Regions from separate parts of the Hordeum vulgare genome. Here region 1 is linked to region 2. A link is a contact called in public Hi-C data. All regions are on one chromosome and are shown on one strand. Each heading gives the region's core, a stretch centred on a gene start, on an enhancer-like site or on the middle of the called end of the contact. The rest is flanking DNA. Distances are from core to core; before and after follow the strand shown. Region 1 holds the start of LOC123426855 (mitochondrial phosphate carrier protein 3, mitochondrial-like). Region 2 holds the start of LOC123426854 (gamma-glutamylcyclotransferase 2-3).

What was found. Hi-C and Micro-C count contacts between places; a contact is called where the count stands out from the background.
Region 1: a Hi-C map of leaf shows a contact between it and region 2, with 2.2 times the contacts expected there. The contact joins the promoter of LOC123426855 here to the promoter of LOC123426854 in region 2. A contact is called at or near these places in 3 of 6 Hi-C or Micro-C datasets (leaf and seedling).

What each region holds. Positions count from the first base shown.
Region 1 is chr2H:502,122,907-502,128,225 of MorexV3_pseudomolecules_assembly, reverse strand. LOC123426855 (mitochondrial phosphate carrier protein 3, mitochondrial-like) reads right to left here and starts at 2,263. Exons shown (of 6, transcript XM_045110751.1): 1 at 1,795-2,263; 2 at 955-1,316; 3 at 822-865. The coding sequence starts at 2,100.
Region 2 is chr2H:501,924,233-501,929,276 of MorexV3_pseudomolecules_assembly, reverse strand. It overlaps LOC123426854 (gamma-glutamylcyclotransferase 2-3), which reads left to right and starts at 2,984. Exons shown (of 8, transcript XM_045110750.1): 1 at 2,984-3,272; 2 at 3,367-3,443; 3 at 3,903-3,956; 4 at 4,352-4,408; 5 at 4,483-4,523; 6 at 4,606-4,677; 7 at 4,761-4,840; 8 at 4,918-5,044. The coding sequence starts at 3,164. The coding sequence ends at 4,982. It overlaps LOC123426853 (F-box protein FBW2-like), which reads left to right. Exons shown (of 2, transcript XM_045110749.1): 1 at 1-52; 2 at 1,698-2,476. The coding sequence ends at 2,214. It overlaps LOC123433625 (a small nuclear RNA gene), which reads right to left and starts at 2,763; the gene lies at 2,604-2,763.

The sequences.
Region 1 (5,319 bases), core at 1,014-3,513, 200 kb before region 2:
TTGGAGTTTCACTCCAGAACAGCAGAGGGAACTCAAGCAGTGTGGAAAATCTTTATATGCACGTATATAATCTTGGAAATCAGTACCCTAGATTTCAAGAACAGCAGAGAGAACTCAAACAGTATTCTATGATTTCAAGAATAACAACAATGTGCAACAAAAAATTCTAGCAAAAGTATGGTAGAGTTGCACACGCACAAGACAGTAGCATATTAAAGTGTAACACTTGACTTAAAGCCATGATGAAAGTGCATGATATTACTGTATGTTAAAGACAATAAGATTCGTCACCCGCAAGAAATGAGACCATTGTCCATAAATAGTGTACACCACTCCATTGGAGCCTATGCCCAGTTATAATGGGGATAGCTCAAGCAGTGTGGAAATGTTTGTATATGCACACATAAAATCTTGGAAATCATACTATGACCTCAAGAGGAACTGTGTGCAATTAAATGCATGAATCTGATGTCCATGGAAATAATTAGGCTCCATTAATTAAGTGAATGTATAGTCCCATGTTCAAAAATCAAGAATATAATAAGGCATGATTAATGCACTCCACGTATCCCAGATAGCAGAAATAACGCTCCTATCACTATATGTACTCTAAGGTGGCACAACTTATGCGTCAGTAACAGAGTAACTTGGTTATTACATTCAAATAAATTTAGTTTTCAACATTTATTATATGATTTAGAGTAGCGATTGTCTCCTAGGGTGCCCACTGCCCAATCATTACATGATTTAGAGTAGCAAATGTCTCCTAAGGAATGCAATCTGGATTCATGGCGGCAACAGAGCAAGTAGTAGATACTTACATGGAATTTGACGGCCCCAGAGCGGAACAATTCCCTTGTACAATCTGCACACCCAGCATTGTTTCAGAAGAGTGAGTTTACAGTTACAGAGAAAATAGATTGCAATATTTCAGTCACTTTTGCGTCGACTTACCCAGCATATCCTTCAGCCTTCACAAACTTAGGCAGTCCATCAGATAAACCTTTGGCAAAACCAGGCTGTGTCTGCACGCGGACCTTCACAGCCTCCATAGGGCAGAGGGTAACATCTGCAATAACCTCAGCCGAAGCAGAGCCAGCAAGATAGATCAAAGTCTTGTACTTGGCTGCATACTCAGGTCCAGCAATATCCGAGTAATACTTCTTGAAGAACTCATAGAAACCAAATTTGCAGGCGCCTTGACCACTGTAACCAATCAAAGTAGGCACCCATCCTCTGAAGAAACCCTTTGCCCCTTGCTCTTTCAATAGAACACCAAATCCAGAAGAGATGCTCTTGTACTTGGCTGGATTAATCTAATAAAACAGACAAAGTGCCATGTCATTACTAACTGGTTTCATAACAATGATAAAGCATAACGACTACAAACCACACACAAAATCAAGGGATGCCATACTTCATTGACAGTTGGTCCACAGCAACAGTTAATTGTTGAAAATGTAAAACAATTGCATGATCCAACTCTGGGTCTATGCACACGCAGCCTTGCAGTATCCCGTCCAACCGAATAGAAATATCCACAAGCAACTAAGTACTAACATATTGACAGGATCATTTAACCCAGATAACATCACGTCCAGGAATAATCATGAGACAAACAGATGCAATAGCAGGCGATGTGTACGAACCAATTGACAACAGAACCACATAAGGCATAGAATATGCGCATACTCCAGATGCATTATGCGTTGGACACAAATGCACACAATCCGAACCTAACTACCCTCCAGTACATCATACCCCGGAGACAAGAAAGGTCTAACAGAAGCTCACCTGCATGTTACACTTGACGAGGTCGAGCGGCGTGACGGTCATGTGCGTGAGCCCGCAGCTGGCGATGCCACCGGCCGTGCACGCCGCGTAGAACGCGGGCGAGTACATCTCGATCTTCCGGGACGGCTCGCTAGGCGCCCGCGTCCACACCGCCGGCCTCGTCGCCGCCGCATCGGCCGGTGCGACGAGCCCGCGGCCACCAATGCCAGCGGCGGCGGAGAAGGGGGTGGTGGTGGCGGCGGCGGAGGGGGCCGCGTACAGGAAGCTGGGGAGCAGCGCGTGGCGCGAGCTATCGGAGAGGGCCATGGCTGAGGTTGGGCTTCTACGCGGTCGCCGCGAGTGCTCTGCTTCTTCTTCCCCTGGGGGCGGGGCGGGGCTGGGTTGTCTTGTGGGTTGCGGGGGGGGAGGGAGGCGAGCGTGAGGCTCGCCGCCATTTGCTCGCGGGGAGGGAGACCGGTGGCTGCGCGATTTGTTAGGGCACCTCGCTCCGAGGAAGTGGTTTTATAACGAAGGACACGGAGCCACGGATCGGCACCGTCTCTTCGTGTTAGATGTTGGGCCGGGTCTAATGATGAGCGTGATTTTCTGCTGATCTAGCCCAGCCAGTAAGAAGGCCTACCAAAAATAAAGCCCATTCAGGCGTAACATAACAAACAAAAATCAGAGAAGAGATGTTCTTTTTCTTTTCGAGAAAGCTAACATCGAGTCGACGCGACAGATCCGCACGACCTAACGATTCCCCAATTTATTTTAGGATCGATTTTTATTTTCTTTTACTGAAAACCATAGTACGTCCGGGTTTTATTTATTTATTTATTTTCATATAAAAAATGATGCACACAAGAGGATTCCATCCTTGTACCCCTCATGAGGTAACTCAAGTAGCCAACCACCTCATATATGTTCCTTTTTCTTGACGAAATGAAACCAACTAGGCTATTTAACTTGTCTCCTCTTCTATATTGACACAAAAGTTAATGCAATGTCCAATCTTTTTCGTACTTAAGTAGACTATTTTACCAACTCGTCTAGAGTTGATGACACCATGGTAATTTTGACGACCACGGGGATACTCCCTCGGTCAGTTTTGTGTGAATATCAGGATAACTCGCATATCACAGACCTGATAACTTATATAACTGAGTCCTAATAACTTTGGCGTGGGGGTGGGGGTTAATGAAATATCCCTCGGTAACTTTGGTGTCCACAACATGGTAATTCGCACATCGGAGACCTGATAACTTATGTAGCCCGGTCTTGGTAACTTTGGCGAAGAGAGGTGATGAAATATACCGCCGATAACTTTTATGTGAATATCACGGTAACTCACACATCGCTAACATGATAACTTATGTACCTCGGTCTTGGTAAATTTGGTGACCGGGTAGAGGCAGGCACGCGTTGATAAAATACCCTGAGTTAAATTTTGTGTGAATAGCTTGATAACTCATACATCGCAGACCTGGTAATTTTATGGGAGAAAATATGTTGGAAACAAATTTTGATGCTAGCAGTTTCCATACTTGTAGTTTTATAACCTTGAAATCATGCTAAAGCTGAGAATTGAACTCAAGACTTTGATACCGAGATCTTAACACGCTAGCCTACTCACCCATGATATGTCTCCAACATATCGATAATTAATGAAGTATGCGTGCCATGTTTGCCTATGTTTATAATACTTTTATATGGTTTTTTTTGCACTTTATATGATTTATTTAGAACTAACCCGGACTGGCGTTGTTTTCAGCACAACTATCGTGGTGTTGTTTTTTGTGCAGAAATAAAAGTTTACGAAAATTGGACGAAACTTTTTGACAATTTTTTTGGAAGAAACGAGAAGTACTGGAGCAAAGAACCACGAGAGGGGGCCCGTGGTGCCCACTAGACACCAGGTCGTGCCAACCCCCCTCTGGTGGGCTGATGTCTAGTGGGCACCTCGTGGCCCATCTTGGCGTGATTCTAACGCCCAAAAATCCTATAAATATAGAAACCTCCAGAAATAACACTAGACGAGAAGTTTCGTCGTCCAGGCCTTTGTAGCCACGAAATACCAATCTGGAGATATTTCAGTACCCTGCCGGAGAGGAGAGATCATCTCTGGTGGCCATCTTCATCATCCCAGCAGAGGCCATGACGAGGAAGGAGTAGTCCACCCTCGGTGCTGAGGGTTTGTACCATTGGCTATGTGTTTAATCTCTCTCTCTCTCTCGTGTTCTTGAGATCTCATGATCTTGATATACCACGGGCCTTGTTAATATAGTTGGATCATATGGTGTTTGTCCCATGCTATTGTCGTGATGGATTGAGTCTTTCACTTTAAGATCTTGTTATATTGGATTGAACATTCAGGTTTGAGAACACATGATGTATGTCTTGCATGCGGATACCCATAGTGACATGGGGTATTCAAGTGAGTCACTTGATATATGTTGTGGCATCAACTCGCGGATTCCCATGATGGCATTCGAGTAATCTAGGCATAGGGGTTGATTGCACGTTTTCATACTATGTTCTCCGATATAAATCTTGGTGTGCTCCTTGAAATTCTTTGTGTTGTATTGGGTATTATTAATCTAATTTTGTTATGGTGTTATTTTAGTTCGAACTCTTGATAGATCGATTGAAAAGGATAACTTGTTATCTTAGTGTGAACTCCTGGAAAGATTGATCGGAAAGAATAACTTTGAGTTGGTTTCATACCCTACAAACAATTTCTTCTTATGTTCTCCGCTAGATAGGAACTTTGGAGTGATTCTTTACCGCACATTGAGGTATTGTTATATGATCTAATTATGGTAGCATGGTTGAGTGGTTGCACTAGCGAAAGTAAGGACCCTAGGCCTGATTTTCAAGCATTGCAGCAACGTTTATGCTCACTTTTGTTACTTGCTACCTTGTTGTTTTTTATATTTTCAGATTACAAAAATCAATATCTACTACCGTTACTACACTTGTATCACCATCTCTTCATTGAATTAGTGCACCTATACAAATTACTATTGTATTTGGTGTGTTGGGGACACAAGAGACTTTTTATTATTTGGTTGCAGGGTTGTTTGAGAGAGAACATCTTCATCCTACGCCTCCCACGAATTGATAAACCTTAGGTCATCCACTTGATGGAAATTTGCTACTGTCCTACAAAACTCTGCACTTGGAGGCCCATCACGAGTCTACAAGAACAAGATGTGTAGTAGACATTAACCCACTACTTGGCTCCTCACAAATTTAAATAAAATACCACTTTTTTTACCATCCGAGGTGAAAAAGTTGTTCAAATATACCCCCGATATTTTTTGTGTAAATAAGATGGTAACTTACATATAAACACAATGATAACTTTCCACCTTGGGCGAAAAGTTCTAGAAATATCCCGTGATAACCTAGTGCATATAATATGGTAATTTACGCACCATACACCTGATAACTTACATACACCACATTGATAACTTTATACACATGAGGAAAACGTTACCGAAACATGCCCCGGTAATTTCTATGTAAATAGCATGGGCATTTATG
Region 2 (5,044 bases), core at 1,735-4,234:
GGCTCTCCGCTTATTGCGTCGGCGACGCTGCGCTTGCCTACGTCGCCTCCTCGTAAGTCGCGCTACCCCCTTTGCCTGGCCCAAAAGGTTTGGTTCTTGGTTTCATAATGCTAGTAGGAGAAGGAAACTGCCGTGACATGTCGATGTCTTGAGAATTGTGGTGAAAAAAGCCCAATGCTTGAACTGTTGAAATTCCCTATCCGATTATCTAGTTTTGCGCCACATTTAGAACTGTGGTGCGATGACTCCTGGTAAAATTTTATTTCCAATTTTACATCAATAGTTCGGGAGACTCATAGTTTGGACCTGTGAGAACTAGTATATATTTGGGGTAATAATTACTTGATTGCTTTCAGGCTGTAGAGTTTTGCTCACGAGCTATTGTGCATTAGAGCTGCTGCTAGGTGTTTTTCAGTTTAGTGATCAGGCACCAGTGATGACATTGTAAAATCCATGTTTATACGATAACCGTTTGTAGTTTAGGCCTACACGATCTTACGGCTCTCGGCCTATCACGTCAGCGACGCTGCGTCGCCACCTTGTAAGTTGCGCTGCCCTCTTTGCCTGGCCCAAAAGTAGGAGAAGCTGCCGTGATATTTTGATGCCTTGTGAACTATGGTGGAAAAAAATTCATTGCTTGAACTACAAATTGCCTATCTGTTTATCTAGTTTAGTGCCCCACTTAGAACTGTGGTGCAATTACTCCTAATAAAATTTTCAATTTTGCATCAAAAGTTCAGGAGTTTCATAGTTTGGAACTGTCAGAAACTGAGAACTATATATTTGGGACATTAATTAATTGATTGATTTCAAGCTGTAGAATTTTGCCTACGAGCTATTGAGCATTAAAGCTGCTGCTAGAGGTTTTTCAGTTTAGTCACCAGGCACTAGTGATGACACTGTAAAATGCATGTTTATACGATAACCATTTGTAGATGGCAGCTCACTTCTGTAAAAAAATAAATGGTCTTGCTAACACAACTCCTTCATTTTTAGTCTTACAGAAAGATGCATCAGAGTTCAAGCCATACTTTTCTTTCAGCGATTACACCGTCGCACGCGAACACATACCCACGCAAGTTCATTGGGGATAAACCTTCGCTAATTTGCTACTGAAGGGCATCTGCTTGTGTGCAAATGTGAACAGCATGATCTGCTATTTTGATTTGACAAAATGATAATCTGCTATTTTGATTTTATGATGTGTGGATACTGTTAGATGACATTAGGGCCAACCTTTGTTTCTCTCAAAACAAAATGAGAACAACTAGTTTCAGAGGATGCCGCTCCTGGTTTTTCTGAGGCTTCTTGTCATGTGAAGAAAACTAGCACAAACTAGCTTTTCTATTTCTTGAGAGACATCACATATTGCTTAATTTGTAGAGAGTGGCTTTTGTGCACCCACCTACATTGCACCCACGGTTCACCCACAATCAAAAAAACTTAACAAAAAATTTGAAAACAATTTGTACTGCTTCATTTCTGAGTAGCATAAGAAATTAGGACTATAACATTGTCCGTGGTTCCTCTCTATTTTCGACGATCTGTAATGCCAATGCTTTGTTATGTGCATTGATTGGCTTAATAGCACTGCATCTTCTCTTTTCTGTCACATATGCTGCAAATTTGGCACCTAATTTACCATTGTTGCCACTATTGAAGTTTTGTTTGTAATATGTTTAATTTTCACTGGACAGGGGGAAGTTGCTTAATGTCCTGCAGATCCCGGTGAGCGAGATATCTGACCAAGCCGTGGAGAGGTATGTGGAACACCTTCCTGCTCTAAGAGTGTTGGACATCAGCTACTGCGAGAAAATCACATCGAGGGGCATGGAAGCAATAGGCCGAAGTTGCAAGTCGCTTGCTCAGCTGAAGAGGAACAGGCCTCCTCCACAGCCTCCCCAAGGCAGCAATGCCGCACCTAGAGTGGTTGAAGACGAGGCCCTGGCAATTGCGAATACCATGCCGATGCTTACACAACTTGAGCTTGCGCATGGTTGGTTTAGTGATGTTGGCCTTGATGCCATCCTCACCAAATGCCCTCTGCTGCGTACGCTGGACATACTTGGCAGCTGGAATGTCAGGCTTGACGGCAACATCGAGGACAGATGCTGTGCTCTTGAGTCGTTTAGGGAGCCATGGGAGCCTGAGTACCACGAGTACTCAAGCAGTGGTGGCGACAACGACTACGATGACACTGAAAGCGATGATTGACTAAATGCGCTATAGAATTCGGGGGTGCTAAACGGTTTGGCTTTCTGGGATTTATCGGAAACTGCAAGCTTCCTTTTGTTTACCTAAAACATCAGTTGAAATGCTTACTTCTTGTCTGACCGAGTAAGCATTGTTTTTAGCTTAGCGTCTGTCTTCTGAGGTAGTAGTAATTGTTACTCTCCTGTGCTAGGATTAGAAATTATGTTCTGGAGTTATTATTTGGGAGCTTGGCATGTGCAATCTTGATTGTTCAGATTGTTCATGAGTCCTCTCTTGATGGTTGTCTGTGCAGCTCTGATGTTGTAGGATACCAAAGCACAAATTCCTACCTTTGAAGACAATGGTTAGCAAAAGGAATTCCAAATTTAACAAATTTATAATGGAATTGGCAGGGACCGCGCGAACGCGTATCCCCCCTATCACAAATTATGACGTACACTCTCCCATTTTGGGAGATGGTAAGCTAGCGCATCCACCAAGTGCAATGTGGACCACTAGCCTAGGCCATGGCTCTTCTTGATCAGCCATTGACCCCGTCCAGGTAAGTATGTTTCAAGGTCGCACCCTGCCTTGGTTATATAGCACAGCTTCCCCTCCAACCTCCTCAGGCAAGCGATGCGGTACTAAACAAGGTAGCACCTAATAACCTGATCTGTAACGTGGGCCACCGGGCTGCCATGTCCGGGCTGAAACATGGGCCTTCAGTACTTTTTTTTTTGTGGTAAACGTGGGCCTCCAGTAGACCAGCCAGTTGGCCTCCAACTTTCCAGCCGTCCTGGAAGAACGCAGGAGGGAGGCATCCAATCAGAGAAGCGGCAGAGACAACAGTGGGCAAATCATTCAACCCTTTGTAAAGTGGGGCAAATCATCCAATCCCCCGCGCCGCCGATACGCAGACGATCTTCGATTCCGCCGGAGCAAGTGAGGGGAGGTAGACGGAGGCGGCGGCATGGTGATGTGGGTGTTCGGCTACGGCTCCCTGGTGTGGAACCCCGGGTTTGCCTACGACGCCCGCCTCGTCGGCTTCGTCAGGGACTACCGCCGCGTCTTCTACCAGGGTATGATTTGATAACTGACCAGTCCGGCGACCGCTCGCCGGAGCTTCTCAGATCTATCTCGCTGACCCTCTGGTTTTTGTCGGCGGATCGACAGGGAGCACGGACCACAGGGGCACGCCGGAGTTCCCCGGGAGGACCGTCACGCTCGAGCACCAGCCCGGGTCCACATGCGTACGCCGCCCAACTCTCTGCTCTGAGTTTATGATGAACCCTCCTGTGCTAGGATTGGTTGAGACATCCGTTTTTTTTCCTGTTCCTCACTGTCAGTGAGTTATTGATCAGATAGTGATTGCGTAGCATCGCCTGTTCAGATAGTGGTTGTCTGTGTCAGTGGTCTTGAACCGGAATGAATTGAAGCTTAAGTTTATATGGGTGTGGACTGCGTTAGGATGGTGAATCGTACCTTCCCTGAGTTATTTCAATGAAATCATGAGGACCTTAGATAGTACTCCTACGTACATGTGAAATGGGTTCGCAAGTGCGTTAGTTATCCGCAGTAACGTCTTTTCGTTATGCTAATGCTCCCCAGTATTGTTATGTTATTCTGTAGTATTTGTTTCATGCTCGTGGCAATTCTGTTAATGGAGTGTGAAAAAGATTTGCAACTGAATTTCTGTTGTGTAACTGCAGTGGGGAGTTGCTTACAAAATTTCAAGGGAGCAAGATAAGCAGACAGCCCTGGAGGTAAAAAAGAAGACTGTATATATTGACCAAGTCGGATTTAGTTCACCATTGCTGTACTTTGTAAATGATTATGCACAATTATTTCATGGTTCGAACGAGAATGCTGTTCTTTGTCTGTCATAATGGAGATAAACAGATTGGTTAATAGTATGAGTGTGCTTTGTTATACCGCTTGTTGAGATATTGATGATTCAGCCCTGAGCTAAGAAAAATATTTTTTCTTTAAGAGAAGAGTAAGAACCCTTCATTTGAACTCGGATACTTTGTCTAGATGCTACTTCTAGCAGCCCGTTTGTGCATCAAAGTAATATTGCCCTTGATCGGTGTTTTCATAAACCAACTTTGAGTTGGTTACCTGCATCTATTGTCAACTTACCTTCAGCCTTGAATTGCAGTATCTGGAAGTAAGAGAGAAGCAATATGATGAGAAGGTTTACCTTGACTTGTATACAGTAAGATATGACTACCAAGTGCTTGAATTATTTCTTATGCTCCAGATGTTTCATGTGATTTGGAAATGTTTCAGGATTCTTCCCCCAAAATACCGGAAGTCCAAAATATGATGGTGTAAGTGTTTTTATGGTATTGTTAAAATGAGCTCTTGGTAAAATTGCTTAAAGAAACTGATGGAACTGCATTCCACCAACAGATATTTAGCCACCACAAATAAGGAGGCCAACCAAAACTATCTGGGTCCTGCTCCGCTGGAAGAAATGGCCAAGTATAGCACCTCCTTAACTTCAGCATTATTTTGTTTGAACTGAAACCGTGGTAAATTTTGATGATAATCTATGTTATGTTCAGGCAAATCTACCTAGCCGAAGGCCCAACTGGACCTAATAAGGAGTATCTGTTCAAACTTGAGGATGCGTTAAACAAAATAGGTAAGGTTGTCACTTATGTTTTCTTTGTTCTTATAGAAAAACTGCAAGTTTGTGCATCAGTTATGTGGTCATGGCAGGTGTTGTGGATCAACATGTTCAGGATTTGGCAACTGCTGTGCGCAAGTATGCAGAGACCATTTGATAATCTCATCATAGGACCACATGAAGGTGGAATGGATTGTTGCGGAAACATCTTTATTCTTG